Regions from separate parts of the Rattus norvegicus genome. Here region 2 is linked to region 1. A link is a contact called in public HiChIP or PLAC-seq data. All regions are on one chromosome and are shown on one strand. Each heading gives the region's core, a stretch centred on a gene start, on an enhancer-like site or on the middle of the called end of the contact. The rest is flanking DNA. Distances are from core to core; before and after follow the strand shown. Region 1 overlaps Pde4b (phosphodiesterase 4B). Region 2 overlaps Pde4b (phosphodiesterase 4B).

The links. HiChIP or PLAC-seq counts read pairs in DNA pulled down with a chosen protein or histone mark.
Region 2: a contact with region 1 is called in an H3K27ac HiChIP or PLAC-seq map of oligodendrocytes, with 6 times the contacts expected there. The contact joins two enhancer-like sites. A contact is called at or near these places in 1 of 12 Hi-C or Micro-C datasets (hepatocytes) and 1 of 1 datasets of contacts at active chromatin or transcription factors (oligodendrocytes).

Annotation. Positions count from the first base shown.
Region 1 is chr5:122,202,292-122,210,205 of GRCr8, forward strand. The region is part of intron 3 of Pde4b (phosphodiesterase 4B); the gene reads left to right. Among named protein-coding and RNA genes, the nearest start is that of Pde4b, 180 kb to the left of the region's middle. Within about 2 kb of position 2,645, at least 46 of the 93 cell types and tissues checked have an H3K27ac peak or open chromatin away from gene starts, as enhancers often do.
Region 2 is chr5:122,471,277-122,479,190 of GRCr8, forward strand. The region is part of intron 3 of Pde4b (phosphodiesterase 4B); the gene reads left to right. Among named protein-coding and RNA genes, the nearest start is that of Sgip1, 290 kb to the right of the region's middle. Within about 2 kb of position 4,420, at least 28 of the 93 cell types and tissues checked have an H3K27ac peak or open chromatin away from gene starts, as enhancers often do.

The DNA.
Region 1 (7,914 bases), core at 1,395-3,894:
GTGGTTATTCTTGCTCTGTTAAAAACTATTATATATTCATATATCCATGAAATCAAGGTATTTTCCCCTCTCCTAAAATTCTTTAATCCTGGAGGTGAAAAAAGTAGACCAATAGACACCCAAATGCAGCCATGTTGCTGAATTGTCTTTCTTTACAGATAATCCTTAAAAATGAATGTGATGTCTATAACACTGTAAACCTCGCAGGCAGTATACTACCCAAATATATGTACCAGATTGCAATTGAAAATGAAGTGCAATTTAAAATTTAAATTATAATTAGCTCATTTACATAAATTATTCTGTAGGGTACTTGATAGGAGCATTTATGTCTGTAGTCGAGAAACAGAAACAGAAAACTTATAGGCTCAGGGTGATGAGGAAGGTTGCTTGGATCTGATTTCAAGGCAGAGACTCTAGATAAATCATTCATTAAAGCCACGCTTTTTCTTGATTGTACTTCAGTTTATCGGGGTTTAATTTGCCTTCACAGAAGTATTTTTACATGCAGATTTTTATAGACTGCTGTGGTTTTGTGCTTAGGAATCTTAACAAAAACATCAGGATTTCTCTTTAGAAAATATAATGTTATCTATGGCAAAATAGTTCTTAATTATAATGCTGTGTTTTTGGACAGTGTAAATGATAGCTTAGAATTATGAAGAGAATTACTGTGCTTCCCATAGTCTCCTTGACAACAGGCTCAGTGTTTTTGAATACTGAATCACATAGATTTCTATACAGATGTAAGGGTCTTGCACCTTGGCATCTCATTCCCTTTTTATCCAGCTGCGATTTTAGCAGACATTTTTCACAATCCCAATAAACATTATTACTACATATTTTTGCCATCTGACAATGTAATTTTGTGTGGACTGTTTCCATTGTTTTTCTCACTATCTTCATTTTTATTATATCCTTATCATCAGTTTCAATAGGTAAAAATTAAATTCAAATAGTTTGATTAATTTACTGAAATGAAGCCCTTTTGGGGACAACTCCAGTATTAAAAACCCATAATAAAAATTCACATGATAGTGAGTCTTTTGTCTGAGGGGTATGTGTCACTTGGACATTTACCTTTCCCCAAACTTTTGCTCTAATTTTGAAATCAAAAGAAAGGCATGCCATGGAGGCTTCTGTGCAGATTGCCTTCCTGCCTTTGGCGGAGCTCCAGTTTCTCAGTGAATCACTGCTCAGCACACAGTGTTACCATTGTGCCATCTGAAAGCAAAGCCTGCTGGGTGGTGGTGCAGCTACTCTACTGGGAAGGTTACAAGTTCACATTTGCTCTGTCTTCCATCTCACAAGAAGCATTCGCACTAAGGAACAGAGAAGTGTGCTATATCTCTGTTTATAGAGAATCAGGATTCAATGGAACCTCGGCCATGATGGCTCAAGAGCCTTAAGGAGTTATGAATTTATGTCAAGGCTCCTGCCTGTAGCTGGTCCTACTGATGGTGTCTTTCAGCATCTCTTCTCAATGTGTATAAAAATAAAATTGCCTAAGTAGTCAGTTGAAGCGACTGACAATGGGGCAGATGGTGCTTCATGGGAGCCCAGAGTGAATACTTTTGCAGTTCATCTATGTGATTTTCTTTATTAAACAGACGTTTATTGAATACCTACCATATGGCCAGTACTGCTACAGGGACTGGGGTCAATGTGGCAAGCAAAACAGTGAAAATTTCTGTCCTCACAGGATATGTGTGCTAGCAGTGGTAATCCCAAGAGTGGTAGGAAATGTTAGAACAGATCTCAGAGAGTGGGAAGGAGGGCAAAAGTGCTGGTTCATGTAAGGAGATTGATACAGGCTCTGAGGGTAAGACTTGAGAAGATTCCTGAAGGAACTAAGAAAAGGAACCTCAGAAATATCTAGAGAAAGTTCTGGCAAGGCAGGGATTGGGAGTGCCATTTGAGGGGACTTGTGTATTGAAAATGGGGTCTCATTTATTTAAAATGAGAGCCTACCCTTAATGATTACGTATACATCACACACACACACACACACACACACACACACACACACACACACACACACACTCCATTTGAAAATGTCACACCAAAAATGAAAAGCCAAGACTACTTTTAGAACCTTATCTAGCCAATGAAAGCATAAAATAACAGTATTTTTCATCATAAATATTCAGCTAGCAGAGCCTCACAGGGTTAAAACAATATATCTCAGACATAATGTACTGTAACTGCTTTTTAACAACTGAAAATGTACAGAAAACGGTGTTTTGACTGTCTATCTTTAGTGTTCAGCTGTTGCTGTCACGATTCAGAAATTTGGATCTCTGCCTTAAGAGACACATTTTCTTAGCTGTAAAGAATCTGCTGGAATCTACAACTGTAATCAGAGGCTGTAACTAGGAATATAAATCACTCTTTATAAAGGGGGAGGGGCCGGTGTTTTTTTTTACTTTCCTCTTTGAATATGCTCTATTCTGGGTTTGTTCACGTTTGATAAAGATGACATTTCTTTGGCAGCTTTGTGTGGCAGGCTGTGCCCTTGTCTCTTAATGGATGCCACACAAAGAAACCCCAATGCGTGTTAGGAAATCTGGAGACTGAACCCAAAAATGGTGGTAGGTGAAACTAGGCAGGAGAAAGTAGAGAAGCCCTGTGTATTTCTTTGGTGGTGGATTTGAGCATCTTACATTCCTCTTCTGAAAACCACAACTGCATTCAAGGAATGAGAAATAAACGTGCAGTGATTAAAGTGGAGTGGGAAGGTTAATAATTAGTTCCCTGAGTCTAAGACAAGATGAAATCCCTGGCTACAGCTAATGGAGCGCATAGAAAGCACTTCCCCATCCCAACTAGGGCTTGTAGAGTCAGTTTAGATTTCAAACCAACAGCACTGTTTGTGACCATCGTGATCAAGACAAAGCAATGTCTAACACACATTTCCAACATCCACATTAGGGGTGTCTTTTAGAGGATAAATCAGGGTAGAAATAGAGTCAAAGAATATTATTCATACGTCTAATGCTACAACAGGAGAGAAAGGATTACAAAGGAATAATTTCTAGATCTTTAATAACACATGAAGGCCAAGTAAGTTCTAGTTATGCACAGCAGATGGAAACAGGCTGAGGCAGGTCATTCCCATAGCTCTCTTCCATGAGTGACACAAACACTTAAACCAAATGGTCTTTTGAATGAACTTATAAGAGTAACCAGTTTGCTGCATGGACACACCTATGCTTCCCAGCCCTAGGATTGAATGCAGGGCATTGCTCAATCCAAGCAGGCGCTTCACTGAGGACCCCTAGCTTCAGCCATGGAAAGTATTTTTGTCACATTTATATCGCTTGGTAGTACCCTGAAATATGACATTACGGATGTATTTAGTGTCCTAATTTCAGATTATGAAATGATTAGAATGAGTTACTTTTATACTGTATGTTAGATTTTTTTATGTAGAGTATATCCATATTTCCCTTTTGTTTTTCCTTTGTAATAAATTGTCATCGGTTAAAGGATGAGTTTCTAACTACTCTAGCATGGTTCTAAGTTTTATCAACAGAGTGCCCTTGGGTAATTTGTTTCTCCTTTTAGTCTCTTGGTTTCTTAGTCTATAAAACACGTTAGAGGCTTCAGAGTTATGAAGTTAAGTGTGATGCTATGGAAGTATAATCAACCTTGATTAAGGATTTGTTATTTCAACTGCCTCTCTTTTGGCTTCTGCCTCTCCTGTCTCACATTTTGGAAAGTGCCTGGACGTATCCTTTCCATGTAAACTCCAGAAAGTGCCAATCTTGCTGACCCTGGTTTTTAGGTATCTAGCCTGTGTCTAGGATGCTCGGTTGTTTAGCTTATGGTTCTACGGGAACCAGCTGGGTCATGCTGGAACCAGTACCTTAGATTGTTGTGGAGATAGCTTTGTAACGTGACTGGATCTGAAGTGCTTAGTACACAAAGATCATACTGCCAGGAAGAGACAGGGAGACCAACAGCGCCGAAGACAAGTTTTCAGATGGAAATGAGAAACACATTATTGGAAACCACGGGAAAGATAATCCTTATTATGAAGTGGCAAAGAACTTGGCATAATTATGCTCCACGTTTTCTTCATGGAAAATATAATTTGTGAAGGATGAACTTGGTATTTAGCTGAGATTTCTAAACAAAACGTTGGAAGTGTATCCAAGTTTTTCCATGCTGTTTATAGTGAAATGTGAAAGGAGAGAGAAAAATGAAAGAGGAAATTGTTAAAGGAAAAAATATTCACAACTTGAAAGCTTAGAAACTTAGCTCCTATCTGTATCATTTAAAAGCAGCAGCAACAGCAGCAGCAGCAGCAGCAGCAGCAGCAGCAGCAGCAGCAGCAGCAGCAGCAGCAGCAGCAACAAAGAACAGTAAGACATGTCCTGTAAAGAAAAACAGAAATGAGACTCCAAGGATATCTGCACCCTGGATCTGACCTACTATCAGGAAAAGCCAGGAATCAGGATGCAGTTATACACAACTGCCCTGTGGGGTACCCTCTGTCTCGTGGCTTGACCAATGCTAACTGCAAAGCAGTGGAGACTTTTGTGAATTTCCTATTAGCAGAAACCCTTCTCACCTCTACTGAGGAGAAAGGCTGGTATAAAATGGAGACAGCCAAGCTTCTTGTATTCTCTAGGCCGAAGCGAGAAGAACAGAAACATCTGGCATCAGATATACACGATCTTTTATAAAATAGAAGAGTGAGCCAGATGGGGGCTCACCAACCAGTTCTGTTGCTGCTTTCCATGCTTCTCAGGGAGCACAAGGCTGGGAACACAAGGTCTGTGACTACTCAGAGTCCAGGCGCCTCTATTACACCCTAGTCTGTCCAGAAAGCAACACATTGAGTTAACAAAAAAAAAAAAATGAAAGAGAATAGTCCAGTCTTAAAAGCTGATGGAATTTGCACTGTTTGTTTTGAACTTATTTGCAATCGATGAGCTTCCCTCCGCCCCCCGCCAGGATCTCGCTTTGGAAAAAGGATTATCATTTTTATAACCGTCTCGTCATTGTATCTGGAAAATAGATAACTGCTTTTATAATTCATAGACAAAGAGCTACTTTCTTCCAAGTTCCATGCATAACTTATTTGGATTATTTAAATGAGGTTTGATTTCAGACTGAGGCTAATGCTGGAATGGTTAGATGTGGAAAAGTTGGCATGAGTTGAATATAGTTTGCCAATGAGACGGAGATCAGAGAACAGATTGTTATATCTTGAAGCACTTATTCCTCAGATTCGTGTGTTGTAGTCTGTCAAAACGTGGATCTTAAGTATCCCCTAAATTCCATATAAGTAAAAGTTGGTTCCTAGCATGATGCTGCTTGGAGGAGGTGACTTTTTGAAAAGAACTTAGTGAGAGGTTCCCAGGTCAGTCTCAAAGGAGACTGGGAGGACCCAGATTGCTTCACCTTTCTTCTATTGTCTAATCACAAGGTAAATGATATTTTCCAGTACATATTCCTGCTCTGATGTGTCCCTGCAAGTTCGAAACAATGGGTCTCATGATTAACAGCCAATGAATATCTCTAAACCTGTAATCCCAAATCACTTTTCTATGCTGTTTAAATTACCTGAGTTTTAGTGCTTATATCTACTACCTAGTGAATATTCTGTGATAATTTGTTAGAATATGTTAAAAATAAGACCATACCCTAACTTTCAAAGTGGCCGGCTTTAGAGGAAATGTCTTCACAGAGATTATAAAATCAAAATGAAGACACAATAGTTGGTCTTAATCTAATGTGACTGATGTCCTTATAACAATAGGTCATTTGGCAGTAGAAATGCATAGAAGAAGGACAATAGGAAGAGACAATTGGAGAATCTGTAAATCAAAGTGTCCTAAAACACATTATTTCCTCAAAATCTACAGAAGGAACCAACCCTTTAACACCTGTATTTGACTTTTGACTTCCAGAACTGTAAAAGAACAAACTTCTGTTGGTTAAGTTTGCTAAAGATTGCATGTAATCATGAATCTGAAGGAGGGAGGGGCGGGGTATATGTGAGGGCTTAGAGGGAGGAAAGGGATGGCAGAAATGTTGTAATTAAATTATAATCACAAGTATGCAGGGATGACAAGTAGGTTGTCCTATTTTGGGTTTTATTGCTGTGAAAAGACAACATGACCATGACAACTCTCATACCGGAAAATATTTAATTAGGGCTGGCTTACAGTTTCAGAGTTTTAGTATATTATCATCATGGTGGGAAGGATGGCAGCCTTCAGGGTGACATGGTGTTAGAGATGGAGCTGAGAGTTCTACATCTTAATCTGAAGACAACAAGGAGAGACGTATATCACATGGAGCATAGTTTGATCATATATAACCTTAACACTTGCCTCTATAGTGACACAAGGCCTTCAACAAGGCCACATCTACTCCAACAAGGCCACACCTTCAAATAGTGCCTCTTCTTATAGGCCAAGCATTCAAACACATACGTTCATGGGGGCCATTCCTATTCAGACCACCAGATAGGTCATGTTCCTTTGGGAGCTCATGAATGGAGCTTTATGACACCTCACTCAGCAGCAGAGACAGAATACTTTTACCTGTGAAAGTGGTGCATGCTATCTTTTGTATTCTTTATGGTTGCCCTAGTAAGCAACTATGTACTACATGCCCATTGCTGGTAGATAGCCTGTGTGTGTGTGTGTGTGTGTGTGTGTGTGTGTGTGTGTGTGTGTGTGTGTGTGTGTGATTTAAAACGTATTTTTATTATTTTTGTTTTTTGTATGTATGCAAACATTTGTGTTTGCATGTATGTGTGTTTCAGTGTACATGCGGAGGTCCAAGAACAATTTTTAGGAGTTGATTCTTTCCTTTTACTGTGTTGAGGCAAAATTTCTATTGTTTTTTTGTTTTTGTTTTTCTTTCCTTCTTTCTTTCTTTCTTTCTTTCTTTCTTTCTTCCTTCCTTCCTGTCTTTCTTTCTTTCTTTCTTCTTTTTTTTTTAAATTTTCTCCATTGGAATGATACTGGCTGTGTCAGCCACACTGCAGGGCAGGCTCTACACCCAAGAGCAGTTGATCAACACAAAGCAAACTAAATGGATTTGTTGCTGTTTAGCATTCCTTTTTGTCTTATTTTGCTTGCTTGGTTGTTTTAAGTTTTGAGGGTTTTTGTTTTTGTAAGAACCATGAATGAAATTACATTGGTAGTGAAGTAGGGAGAATGTGAGAGTTGAAAGAAAAGAATAGGATCAAAATATTTTAAATGAAAAATTTTAAACAGAGGAAAAACACTCGAAGTTCTGGAACAGAATATGTAAAAGATAAATGGCAGCTCTACATAGAGATCTAGGGGTCAAATTGCAGAGAAAAAAATCATATTTCGAAAGAAAGACTCAAGCTAATTTGAAAACAAGGAGATTTCTTCAGCACTTAACACTAGAGGTCCCACAGGTAATAGGTAAGCACAAGAGATAGGGATAGGGGGTAGCTGTTAGAGATACGTGAACGCTGAAGTATTTAGACAAGTGTACATCTGCTAGAGTCACTAAATCAAGTGCATACTGGCAGGAAGTGCTGATGAACATGTGGAGCAACTGGAAGGCTCATGCATAGCCCACGGGAGCAAAAAGTGATAGATTCATTCTGCCAAACAGATTGACATTTTGTTATATCAATATACACTTCCATATGACCAAAGATTCCCACTCTGAATACGCTGTGCGTTCACCACACAGCATCAAATGCAATATTCATATTGAATCTGGGCCTGCATGTGTTTTTTAGAAACAGAGCGACCAAACACAGACCAAATATCTATCACAGACAAAGTAAATGGAGTATGGTGCATTGAGGCAATGGTATTCTATTAGGAAGTAAAAGTGAATGGACTATTCATAAATGATGGCTCCATTTTGAAGACTCCATGCCAAGCATGGGAAACTGGTCTCAAGGGT
Region 2 (7,914 bases), core at 3,170-5,669, 270 kb after region 1:
CTCAGACAGCATCATCCAAAGAAAGCAGATGGTTCCTGTATGGGTAGACAGTAGAGGGCTCTTAACCATAGGGTGGACCTCCTCACCACACTATTGAGCTTTTTCTTATTATTTTCATGGCATTTATTACTATCTACAAATATCATTTTTATTATAATTATTAATTGCTAATTCTTCTCTCAGGGACCCTTTTCTATATTGCTCTAATCCAAGGGTAAGAATCATGCCTTGTCTTGGAGAGGGTACTAATGAGTGTTTGCTGAATGTCCATATCGCCATTACTACTACTCCACACTTGAAAACCGATCTTTTTCTGTTAGGAAAATGTCTGTGAGATGTCTCATCTTAGAGGCACCCCAGAGATCTTTTCCTCACAGATCCATTTTGTATTGAAGTGTGGGGTACAGAGAGTTCCTGTTTCGGTCTATTCCCTACACAATGGACACTAGAAGCCAGATCCCCAGAGTCAGAGCTCTTCAGTATTCCAGCACTACCCCTGGTAAAGGCTATGTGGAATTAATGCCAATTAATGTGATTTTCAAAACTCCTGGGGAAGAAAAACAAATCAATAAGAAAGTGCTCCTAGAATGCAGATGAGCGATCACTAGACTTCTTGTGGTGCCCGGAAGGAGTCATAGAGTTTAGAAGTGACTTCTCAAGACGGAATCGCATGAATCTATTGTCACTGTGCCCAAAGAAGTTATGCTCTGGCCAGGGCATGGACTCAATATCATTCTGTCTGTGCTTTCATACAGTTAAGCCTTTCATTAGGAAAGCCACTGGTTGGTTCTATAAATGTGGGTCTCTGTTACTGTGAGTGGAGGGATGGATTCCTGTCTATCTTCCCTTCTACAGGACCAGATAGCCCAGTGAAATACTGGTCAGTGTAAATACCTAAGGAAATGGGTAAATGGTTATCTTTCTTTTCAAATGTTAGACAAGTATTTGAAGATGTTAATCTGAGAAAAATCTTTTCTAATAGAAAACTAATGCGACAGTATTTTTTTGTGAACAGCATTCCCACATGTACATAACCTGTATACGAACTATAGAAACTGATGGTCCTAGGATGGCATTCTCAGGGTGTTGAAGGGAGGATGGAGAAAGAAGGTTAATATCAGAGGATTAGAGCAGCTCCGCTCAAATACTCCACTGTGGTCTTTGACTGACAAACATTTTAACCCAAATGGATCGGCCTGTCAGATAAGAGATGTCAACTGTGGGATTCTTGCATTCATTCAACAACCATGTATGTGTGTGTTCTGATATGAGAGTCAGATCCAGGATCTAGAAATACAGAAATGAATTAAGACATAAGTCTTGCTTCTAGGAGGCTGTGGTCTAGAGGAAGAGAGATCACTAAGCTAAGGAAGACAGTCCAACATGACAATCTGAATCAAGAAAGCTTCGTGGAGGGAAGGACCTTGGGCACAGGTTATATAACCGTATAATAAAAAAGAGGTCACTTCAAATGAAGTTTTACACTTTAGAGCCTTCATTCTTTCCCTCCTTCAAATAGGTCACAAAGAATAAGCCTAGCAAACTGTGAGGATTAAATGATGCAGATGATGCACGGTGAGTCGTTTAAAAAAAGACAGCAAAAGGAAAAGCGGAGCTCAGTCCCCAGGGTAGTAGCCGCTCTGCTGACCCAGGAGTTTAAATCTTTTTTTCATAGAGTTTGTCTTTCCACTGGGAAGATTTGTTAGAGTCAGTCAAAGGAACTCAGCTAGAGAATGTCTGGGCTGAAAAGACGTTTCCGATTCAGAAATGGCCTATCCCTTAGGACTCTGCTTTATGACTCTTCATTACAGACATCGGGCTTGTGCAGGTAATTGGGAGTCAGGAAAGCACCACCCTAGGGACAATGGCAAGGCCATTCTGTGACCTCCCGGTTCAGCTTGAATTCCTGAAGGCAGAGCTGCTCTTGGTTTAATCAAAGGCTTCATGCACACCTTGCGCTTCTGTTCTTTATCTCTCATTTTTCCTTCCGGGCTCAGGAAGTGGACTTCTCATCTCCCTTCAAACCTTGCTTAAATTGGAGGCCAGAAAACCCTGAGAAACAGTGGTGCCTTCTGCCACCTGCTGGCTCCTTCCTGTCACCAGCCTGGAGCTGGTTTAGCAAAGATTCCGAGGGCTGAGAGGAGCCACCTTCAGAGGTGTGAGGCAGCTGATGACCCCGCTTTTATCACAAAGCGGAGAGATGAGAAGGGGCCCTTGAAGCTGCTGGCATGACGCAGGCTTGGTTCAGGGAAAACACAATTGTATTCCTTTCAGATTTTATTCTTACATCATTACCTCATTACCGGGTAAGACTGATCAAGTAAAGTCACATTCTTCAAAGATCCATTTAAAGGAAACAACAGTTGTAGATGCGGAAGATGATAGAGGTAAGGGTAGGGAGTGAGAAGGAGAAAGAGGCCAGGAGAAACATTCTTCAGCACATTGCAGTATCCTTTAATTGCCTCAGGCAACCTTTTCTAAAGGATCTGTTGTTTGCAAGATTCTGACCCAAATATCTGGGACACAAAACCAGGTAACGTTTCCTCTCTTGACTATGGCAATGCATTGGGAAGCACTTAAATAAATGGAGAGTTAAACAGAGACCTGCAAGTACTCTCATGATATAGTTAGTCCAACATATCCATGCATTTGAGGATGCAGTCAATCGTGACTAGAAAATAGTTGGGGAAATATGTATCTGGAACACACATGTATAGATTTTATTTTCTTACCATGCCTTAAAGAATAGAGTGTATTAGCTGTGTATCTAAAATTTGCATTGCATTCTATATTAAGCCCCACAATGAGTGGGGTTACACGGGACGAGGTGTAGAAATTGTATGCCAATACTAAGTCATTTCATAAAAGAGACCTAAGCACCCACATCTGTAGAGTTTGGAATGGGATGGAGGTGTCTGGAATTGATCTTCTGGCAATATCAAAAGCAAGTGTTCTATATAAAGAATTGTGAGGGAGCACAGAGGAGGGGTGGGCATCAGTTTGACACTGTAGGGTCAGAGAGGATCACTGGAAAGGGTGATCCAAGATGATATTAGCAGGGAGCCTTGTACTGGAGGCAGCAGTGGGAAAGGCTGCCAGTTCCAGGAATGTCACTTCTCATGCATAGCCTCATTTGCCACCACTGCCCGAGGAGATGAGATCTCCCACGACAAAGCAGGGGGAAAAAGCTGTCAAAGCAGTAGATATTAGACAAATATCCCTTGGTTGTGTAGAGGGATGACAACAGGGCCAGGAGAAGCAGACCCAACCGAATAGAGGGTATACAAAGCACTGGAGATGGCTGAGCAAGACTTCCAGGATGGGTCTCTTGTCCTAGAAGAAAGGTGTCTTTAACCCGTCCATGTGTTGGACAGGGACAACCTCTCCCATACAAGCATATGGCTACTCACAAAACCATAAAAGTATGAGCTGCCTCCTCCAAACTCACCTGAAATGCCAACGTAGCTTCATGAACGGTCAGTCTCTGCAACCTTAATTACACCAGCAACAGTACTACAGTCACCAAATGTAAGAGAATGGTTCTGAAAACCACAAAATAGCTGCTGAATGAACAATTAAGGGGTACACGGAAAGTTGTAGTTCTAGAAGCCACAGAACCTTAAAAAGAAATCAATAGTCAGATCAATATGAAAAATGTTTAGATGGGGGCTGGGCTCAGCTAGTAGAATGCTCGCCATGGTGGGATACGAACCTGAGTTTGGAGCCTCAGAACCAATGTAAAACCTAGGCGAAGGAGCAGTATGTGTCTGTAACTGCATTGTTGGAATAGAGGAGCAACAGAGACAGGCAGAGCCCTGACAGTCACCATCCGGAAGTCTAGCCACGCCAACAGATTCCCTGGTAGGTAGAGAACAGCTGAGAAAGACATCTACCATTGACCTCTGGCTTCTGTACTGCTGCATGGATAGGTGGTTACATCTTCCCCTAACACACACACACACACACACACACACACACACACACACATGCACGCACACGCGCACTACTCACCCACCCACTCACCCACATACAGGTAGTACACACATACAAAATACTAAACGGCCAGCAATGGCCATTTTCTTCCTCCCCTATGTTTCACAGAGCTTTCTTGTACTGCTTATGTAATGTTTGGGTGTAAGGAAACCTAAAGATGAAATGTGTGCCCTCATTAAGGCAGAGACAGAAAATGCCCTAAATAAATGATAACCCTATTTATGTGTTTTTTTTCTCCCATTGTGGGCTTCCTGATTGTCTTCCGGTTTGTATGATATATTCATTTCACTTGTTAAGGCCTCCTTTAGTCTTTCTCTGGACCAACACTGCTCCCCTTACTCCTTTGATCTGTGGGATGTATTGTGACGTCTGCGCACTAATTTTTCTGTGACTGGGGCTGGTGTCTGGTTGGTGATTCACTTTTGTTGCGAAGCTGTACATCTGCGCTGGTTGCTTTGAGACAGTGCCCTGGGGCATGTGAAAGGCCGTTTGTCTCACTGAGACTGCTTCTCAGCAACTGAGACCTCTTCCCGGCTTCTTCTGAACTCCAGCAAGCTCTCTTTTGAGTTTAGGCTACAGGGTTACAGGGTAAAGAAAAAGAAGAAAAGAAAACGAAAGAGGAAAGAGTATGTGGGGGGAGGAATCTAGTGTCAGCTCGTCTAGCACATGTGCTTAGTAAGTGTGACAGGGCACCCCTCCCCCAGCCTCACTTTCTCCTGCTACTGTTTCATGGCTTAGCTGCTGCACAGCAGGAATGCTGACAGCATGAAGACGACGAGCCCTACTAGAAACCTCATGGAAAAAGTTCTAAGAGTCCGTGTACTTGGCCAGATACTGGTATAGGTACGGAGAGCATTGATAGTCGTAATAGTGGTATCACGCGAGCACTGACCAAAATGCTCAAGCTAGAGACTGCTTGGCATCCCAAACACTAACCCTTTGGTCTTGCCTATACTAGAGCTTCTGAATAGCCACTCTTAAAAGTATTCTGCTGGTTTAGTATCAAAAGGCTATGAAGATGTACCCCTAGATGAAAAATAATAATACAGTTACACGTGGAATTTAGAAGTTCACTCCACTCATAGACTTTGGCTGATCCTGGTTTCACCTTTTAAGAACCTGCCTTCTTTGCCATTAAGAAGAGTTCTGAAGGCTGGAGAGATGAGACAGTGGTTAAGAGTGCCAGCTACCCTTTCAGAGGTCCCAGGTTTGATTCCCAGCACCCACATGGTAGCTTTCAACCCTCTGTAACTCCGCTTTCTTCTGGCCTTCAGGGAAAGGGACACATATGTAATGCAAGACATATGAACAGGCAAATACCCATACATATACAGATAAATATTATATGTCCATATCTATATATATATATATCATATATGTATATCTATATCTATATATCATATATCTACATCTATATATCCTATATATCCATATCTATATATCATATATATATATATATGATGAAAAGTTCACAGACAAAATCAGGACTTACAGGTTCTACAGGATTTGAGGGTCACAAAGAATCCTCTTTACTAAGTAACCGTTCGGTGTCTCAACAGCTAGTAGAGATCTCACCCAAGGCAAGTTTGAATGTGCTTCACTGTCTTTCCACTTGTTGTGCAGTACAAGCCAGGCAGGCTGGCAAGAAAGTGAGTTCAAAGGATTTCATACTTGCCTGCAGCTTTGGGAAGGAGCCCATCCCAGACCACTTCTGAGAAGGTTCATCTGTGGAGTCTCGGAAGCCCTGGTACGTAGTAGGTGGCTGCAGCACCTGCTTGGCCCTTCGCCCAGGAATCCCCGTGTACTGCTTCCTGTCAGACTTCGTATGGAGTCTGAAAGCAGCTTTGATCAAAATTCTCCTCCTTCTGGTTCCACGGGAAGCTAGAGTTAAGGCAGTCTGCTGCCTCCTTCTGGCTTACTCAAGATGGCACGTTGGGTCCCTGGAGAATCATTCAAGGGTGCTCATAGACTGACTCTCACATACCAATTACAAGTGTTGTTAGAAAAGAAGTGGCCTTCCGTTATCCAGCACGCCGTTTTGAACTGAGGTTGAGAATAGCTGTAAAGACATGGAGTGGGAAAACAGGCCTTCCGGTGTTCCAGCTTGCAACCGGATTAGCTCTCCCTCATCAGTGGTCGTTGTATGTTTTCAGTTGCCCATCATCAAAGATGGCTCAAGACTATGAAATGGAAAAGTCTAGAAATAAATAGTTCATGAGTTTTAAATAGCATTTACCACAAATTCGTGTGTGTGTGTGTGTGTGTGTGTGTGTGTTTGTGTTTGTGTGTATTCCTGTAAACACATGTGTACACATGCTTGTGTAGGACGGAGGTCTTGGCACAGGGTCTGTCAGCAAACCTGGGCTTCACTGACGTGCGTAGACTAGCTGGCCAGTGAGCTTTCAGGACTCACTCCCGTACTGCCAGTGCTGGAATTACAGCTGTGACCCTGCACCTACTTCTTCACAGAGGCGCTTCGGCTGCAGAGTCTGATCTCTGTGTTTTCGCACTATTTATATCCACAGGGCTATGTCTCCATTTCTACAGTATAGTTTAGAATTGTCTTGGTCATAGTTGAAGTGAATCTCTTGCTGTGGCTGATTTACAAATTGTATCCCCAGTGTGTCTATACAGAAAAACACAGTATGCATGGAACGGCTGCTATGTTTCCTCAGACATCTGCTGAGGGTCTTAGGATGTATCACCTCCATCTCAGTGAGTACAGGGAAACCAGTGATCTAGCATGTTTCCTTAAACACGATACTGATGTTTGTTTTTCTTTGTCTTATTTACCTTCGATATAATGGAATCAGATTATATAGCTTGCAGAGTGTGTGGGGCTTAATGAAATAATATACCAGAAAGCACCTTGTAAATTTAAGAAATTTAAGCAAAAGTAAAACACACACACACACACACACACACACACACACACACACACACACACACCAGATTAGGATTTCTGAGAGGACTGTGGCAGCTAGGTAAGCATAAAGGAAGCTGAACTGGATAAAAGACCACCCACATTCCCCACCTCTTCCACAGTCTCTCAGCAAAAGGTCAACAGCGGAGCAGTGAGTGAGAGAAACTGGGGAAGGTGGTCTCTGTCCATTCAAAGCTACGTGGAGCTGTGCATGCAGAAAGAAACAAATGCTTATGGTTAAAGCAAACTTGGGAAGGACATGCCGCTCTAAGGTGATAACAGGCTGGGGCAGAAACAAGGGGCAAAACCCAAATGGCTCCTGCTGATGTTCAAGATGCCAAGCTTCTAAAATAGCACAGGGCCTGAAGGTACCTTCCCCAGGGAAGGGACAGTGATCAGACTCTCCCTGGCCCTGTGCTGTGACAGCCTATGATGGTATTCTTCTCCAGAGCCCCAGCTCAGCAGCCTGGGACAGTAATTTGGTGTTATCAGATTAATTAAGTCATTTATGTGGCTAAATTTACATATGAATATTAAATATCAGGCTGGGCCTCTCTAATCAGACAGCCAGTGTTTTCAGGGTAACACTTTGTTCCCAAAACATTCAGAAATATGCAAATTGGATTCTTTAATGAGGCTGTTATTTATGTAAGGAAGAAGTCTCCCAGCTAGGAAGACGCCTTCCCATGATATTTTTGTCTGACACCTAGAGCTGTGCTGGATTCCGCCCTCTGGAGTTGCTCGTTATCAACAACTTTATTTATTTATCTTCTGCTTCTGTGACATTTGGTCAGGCTCTGGAGAAGTCATAAGCTTTGCCCTTGGGTCCAAATTCTGGGTTACTATTTTACGACCAGGTTAGTAAACCTGGGTAATGAGTGGAGTTTGTGGAACTTGCCTTTCTATGGACAAAACAGGAAGCCTTGCAACCAAGACCTGTGCTACAGACTAAAACTCTCCGCAAAGCTTTGCGGGGTGAGCCTGGCACGCAGTGCCTG